Regions from separate parts of the Ovis aries genome. Here region 2 is linked to region 1. The links are chromatin contacts, called in public Hi-C maps. All regions are on one chromosome and are shown on one strand. Each heading gives the region's core, a stretch centred on a gene start, on an enhancer-like site or on the middle of the called end of the contact. The rest is flanking DNA. Distances are from core to core; before and after follow the strand shown.

Region 1 (2,794 bases), core at 181-2,680:
CTACACCGGAGCAGGTGAAGAAGATGGAGAAAGATGTCCAGGCAGAGGGAACAGCATTTATAAAGGAAAAAGCTGCAAATAAGTGTAGTCAAATTTGAAGATCTGCTCGTAGCTTACATGGTCACAGTGAGGCAGGTGACGGGAGCAGGGATGAGGAGGAAGAGGAGAGACACAGCTGGCAAGATGATGCTGGCAAGGGAAACGGGTGTTTAGTCCCAGAGAGCCTCAGAAGCCATGCTGAAGGGCTTGGACTTAATCCTGAAAGCAAAAGGAACCCAGAGGGAGAAACGCGTCCAGATGTCCATTTTACAAAGACAACTTGGGCTGTATGTAGAGTTGGGAATGTAGGACGCCTGCAACTGGTGCTGGAGGCTTTTGAAGATCTAGGTAGCTGGTGATGGAGCCGGAACCAAGGCAAGGGCCTGGGTGCAGAAGGAGGCCCAGCTGAAGAGAAATTGGGAAGATAAAGTTCACTCATTCATCCACTCACTACTTCTTTCAACAGATAGCTCATGAGCTCCTACTGAATGTGCCAGGCCCTGTCCTAGGGCTTGGGGTGCCAGTGTGAGCAAGACTGCCTTTATAAAGCTTGTAGGCAAGAGGGATATTCAGTTAATAATCCAGCAAACTGACAAGTATTGGTATCTGTACCAAATGCTACAGAGAAGTTCAGCGTGCAGAGAGCAGCCAGGAAGACTTCCTTGACAAAGTGACATTTGAGCTGATTCCCAGAATGTAAACCAGTGCCAGCTTAGTGGGGAGAGAGGCAAGCATATGGCAAGCAGAGAGCACAAGGTGTGCAAAGGTCCTGGGGCAGGAAAGAGGCACTGGGAGCTCACCAGTGTGGCAGCACATGGCGATTGAGGGGGACATGGTAAAAATGCAGGCAGGGGCCACCTCTTCCAGGGCTGTAACCTGGGAAGCAGCAAAATCAGATTTTTTGTGAAAAAGATCACAGAGATCCTTGGCCAACCATAGGCTCTTCTGCAGAGGCCCATGACATGTCCCTCCACTTCTGGCAATTTTGTGGAACAAAGACCCTTGGCCTTAGCCCCACTCCAGTGCAGCTGGGAGTCCAGAGGTCCCACCTCCCAGAGAACGCAGAGCACCTGGCTCCAGGCCCTCACGAGCGCAGCCGAGGCTGTGGGCGTGGGGCGGCCCAAGGCCTGCCAGGACTCGAAGGGCAGCAAGTCAGGCAGCCTAGAGCGAGACAGCACCTGAACTCCTCCCTGTTCCTCCACTCTCACCCACCCCTTCCTAGTTCTGGGAATGCCCTGGGCACAGAGCTTCTCTCTTTGAGAAACTATCAGGGGAAAAAAAAAGTATTCCCTGGTGAGCCCCAGCTTGGAGTTGTTTTGCGCCTCCCTGCCCTCTGTGGGTACAGGCCCTACCTGTGCTGGGGCCCTGAGGCATGCTCAGCAGGTTGGGTCACCAGAAGGCCAGCAGCACCCACACGGCCCACTTCTGAACTGGGATTCCAGAAGGCGGTGCCAACCCCTCACTCTGCCTTCACTCAGAACTGCTTCTGGGCAGCCGAGAGGCCAGGACTACTGAGCCAGCAGCAGGAAGCCACAGGGCTAGAGCTAGGAACGGGAGGGGAAGGGGAGGAAGGCTCTTACAACCATCCCCTCCACTCGCCTGCTCAGCTGTGGGGCTCTGAGGGAGACGCTGTCCTCGGAACCCCCAAGGGATACAGCCTTCCTGGGGGAAAACAACAGTCCCCACTTCACCTAAGAATCCAAGGAAAGGACAGTGATTCAGGAGAAGGTACATGCTGGGTTTCCCTGATGGCTCAGGTGGTCAAGAATCCACCTGCAATGCAGGAGACCTGGGTTCAATCCCTGGGGAAGATCCCCTGGAGAAGGGACTGGCTACCCACTCTGGTACTCTGGCCTGGAGAATTCCATGGACAGAGGAGCCTGGCATTCTACAGTCCATGTAGGCTACATTCCATACATGTATGACCTTTTGCTTCCCTGGTGGCTCAGATGGTAAAGAATCCTCCTACAATGCAGGAGACCTGGGTTCAATCCCTGGGTTGGGATGATCCCCTGGAGGAGGAAATGGCAACCCACTCCAATATTCTTGCCTGGAGAATTTCATGGGCAGAGGAGCCTGGAGGGCTACAGTCCATGGGATCACATAGAGTCAAACACAACTGGGCGACTATGACAGACACCCAGGCTGGCAGGGGTGTCCATGCTCTGCCTCATGAAAGCTTATCTTAACTGTTTTCCCCTTTTACAGATCCAGTGTCAGAAATTTGTTCTTACCAAATAAATTGGATGACTTAAGTAATAACTAAATGGTTTTTTTTTTCCAGTTTTTACCAGCTATAGCCCTGCTGGTGTTACCACCTTGACTTCACACTTGACCTTGCTAAGAAAAAACGTGGAACTGGACTTAGGTTTTGTTTGGGGAGTTGTTTTCAATAATTGTATTTGTTTGGCTGTGCAGGCTCTCCTCTAGTTGTGGTGAGCGGGGCTTTCTCTCTAGCTGTGCACACAGGCTTCTCTCGCTGCCGAGCACCGGCTCCGGGGCGTGCGGGCATCAGTAGCTGCGGCACACGGGCTTAGCGGCGATTCCCGGGCTCTAACGCACAGGCTCAGTAGTGTGGCGCATGGCCTTAGTTGGGCTTCCCAGGTGGCTCAGCGGTAAAGAATTCACCTGCCAACACAAAAAGACCCAGGTTCTATCCCTGGATTGGGAAGATCCCCTGGAGGAGGAAATGGCAACCCACTCTGGTATTCTTGCCTGGAAAATTCCATGGACAGAGGAGCCTGGAGGGTTCCAG
Region 2 (2,794 bases), core at 195-2,694, 66 kb before region 1:
TCAGCCTTCTTTATGGTCCAACTTTCATATCCATACATGGAAGAACCATAGCTTTGACTAGATGGACCTTTGTGGGCAGCACCCTGAATGCAAACACAGAAAGCAAAGTCATTGTCCCAGAAGAGTCCATAGTCTAGCAGGGAGGTATAAGCAGAAATCATTTTAGCGCAGGTTGTTTGTCCTGCAATATATTTTCCTTATCTAGAAGAGGAAAGCAAAACATGTGAAAACTGAAATAAAGCAGGAAGCCCTCTTGGAGGTGTGCAGGATGACCTGCAGGGGGCAGGTGAAGCGCGTGCCACCATCAGGAGAGGGAGGGGAAGAAATGCAGGGAGGGGAAGAAATGTAGCTCCCAGGTCTGTGGCCAGAGCCTCTGTGCCTGATAGAGCTCAAGGCAGGCGTAACCTGGAGGAGACTGGAAGAGACTGGTCCAACGTGCTGTGGAATGCAGGCTCCTGAGTCGGCATGGGACTGTGCTGGGGATGTTAGAAATGGCCAAAGCAGTAGCCTTAAGATTAATTTTAAAAGAAAAAAAAATGAGCTTCTCAAGCATAAAAATTTACCAGGAGCATAACAGCATAAGGGGAAAAGACAAAAGGGGAATAAGTGAGCCCGTTGTCTGCCCAGGTTTTCCCCGAGAGCCCTGAGACCAGGACAATCTTCCACTTGTGACCTCAGGCTTCCCACAGCCCTTCAGGGAATGGGTGCTGAATAAATGTTTGCTGGCTATGAGGATGACTCAGCTTCCACGCGAAACAAACAAGAGAATTCCTGTAACAGGTATCACCGAAGATAAAGGCCTTGGCCTCTGAGCTAATCTTTCCCCAGAAGGAATTCCTGATTCCAGCCAATGCTCAGAGGTGCCTGCCTGCTTTGAACTCTGCTCCTGAGCCTGCCAACCACCCAGTTCCCAGAGGTTCTTACAGCCAAGGTTCCCTCCTCCCACCACCCCTGACCTAATCCCGTGAGCACCTGCTTTATGCCTGCCCCAGCAAGGCCAAGACCCAGGACCTGTGCAGGCTCAGGACAGGGCACAGCGTCTGCCAGCTAAGAGTCTGATTTTCTCTCACACCAGAGCACAGGACCTCATCCACGGACTCAGTCAGCATTGGTTGACCCCAGGCCTCTCAGTCAGGAACCGAACTGAACATTCTGGAGTTCATTCCAGTTTTCCTAGACACCATGCCAAATGATATCAGTGTTCCTCTTCCTCCTCCTGGGAGAGTTTCCACCCACACTCAATGTGCCAAGAGACCATTAGCTCTGTCTCTGGGGCAGAGGGCTAACAAATGCCCCATGTCTCCCAAATCTCCGGCACTGGGCTGCCCGCACTCCCAGAAGCCTTTATAAATTACTGGCACCTCACCCAGGCTCTCACGGCCTGTTCCCTCACCATCAAGGCTGCTGTCTCCCCTTGCCCTGTAAGAAGGGGGCAGAGTCCCTCCGCGGGAGCACAGCCCCACCCCGTGTGAGCAGCAAGTCGCTGAGGCCCCGCCACTCCTCCCCTCGGGAGGATGAGAGAGCCAGCGTCACTGCCTCTTTTCTGCCAACTTCTCTGGGTAAGTGTGCCTGATAAGACCCATCCCTTAACCCAGACGAATTTTCAGGAATTCTTCCTGAGAGCTAGTATATAATGGTGGTAATCACAAAAGACTCACCTTGCAAAATGGCACAAGACACTGAGCAGTGGGGGCCTAAAAGTGATTTTTAAAGGACAGAGAATGAAAGAAAAAGGGGGTTAAAGCGCCAAGGCTCTTTCTACAGACACCCGCCCTGCCCACCGCTGCGCTTCTCCCCGTCAGGTAGTTTCCCGGCTTCCGCACCGCCCCAGCCTTCCGCCCCTGCACACTCTTCTGGACTCCACTTTCCAAATTTCACTGTCTTGCCTTAACTTCTTTGAGAAACTGTCCAAGAGTCTGAACAGTAGTCATCCTCCTCTGAAATATAAATTAAACCTTTCCCTATCCTTGTGTGAAGATCTGCCTCCCGAAATGTCTGGGCAACCCTGGGCAGTGCAGGGTCTTATTCTAGAATGAAGGGCGGGAGACAGAGAGATGAGCTCTGCCTGCCTCATTCCGGAAGAAAATCCTAAGATCCGTCACAGGAGTAAGGAGCCATGTAAACAGCAGAGGGTAAAATGCTGAGAATACTCTGTCCCCACTGACCAGGTAGATAGAATCTGGATTCCAGGTGGTGGGAGCAGGACAGGAAGTAGTTCAGCCTTGCGACTGGAAGTGTGGAGATTCCTTAGAAACGGAGCAGGGCCCATGTCATAGAAGCAGGGTGAGAATGAAACTGTATTAAGTGCCTACTGTGTGCAGGGCACCATGCCAGGATCTTATACACATTCTCCCGCATAACCCCTATGATTCAGTGATTCTGCTCCTAACTACCTGCATGCACCTGGCTCCAGGGAACCCGAGAAAAAATTCCTGGACCCCAGAGAATATCATACTCAGTGAACTAAGTCAGACAGAGAAAGACAAACATTATATCATACCGTGTCTATGTGGAATCCAAAAAACCATACCAACGAATCCACATACAAGACAGAAACAGACTTGCAGACATAGAAAACAAACTTAGGGTCACCAAAGGGGAGAGGGATGCAAACGACTGCACATAAAACAGGTAAGCAACAAGGATTTACTGCGCAGCACAGAGAACTATATTCAGCATCCTGCAATAAGCTACATTGGAATATAATCTGGAAAAAAAAAAACAGGATCACTTTGCTGTATATCTGAAACAAACACAGTATTGTCAATCAAGTAGACTTCATTAAAAAAAAAAA

The links. A called contact is a pair of places that touch in the nucleus more often than the background predicts.
Region 2: a Hi-C map of mixed tissues shows a contact between it and region 1, with 4 times the contacts expected there. The contact joins two enhancer-like sites. A contact is called at or near these places in 11 of 16 Hi-C or Micro-C datasets (blood, hypothalamus, liver and 5 more).

The regions. Positions count from the first base shown.
Region 1 is chr1:107,016,722-107,019,515 of ARS-UI_Ramb_v3.0, reverse strand. The region is part of intron 5 of ETV3L (ETS variant transcription factor 3 like); the gene reads left to right. Among named protein-coding and RNA genes, the nearest start is that of ETV3L, 9.1 kb to the left of the region's middle. Within about 2 kb of position 1,430, at least 3 of the 54 cell types and tissues checked have an H3K27ac peak or open chromatin away from gene starts, as enhancers often do.
Region 2 is chr1:107,082,716-107,085,509 of ARS-UI_Ramb_v3.0, reverse strand. No RefSeq gene overlaps it. Among named protein-coding and RNA genes, the nearest start is that of ETV3L, 57 kb to the right of the region's middle. Within about 2 kb of position 1,444, at least 15 of the 54 cell types and tissues checked have an H3K27ac peak or open chromatin away from gene starts, as enhancers often do.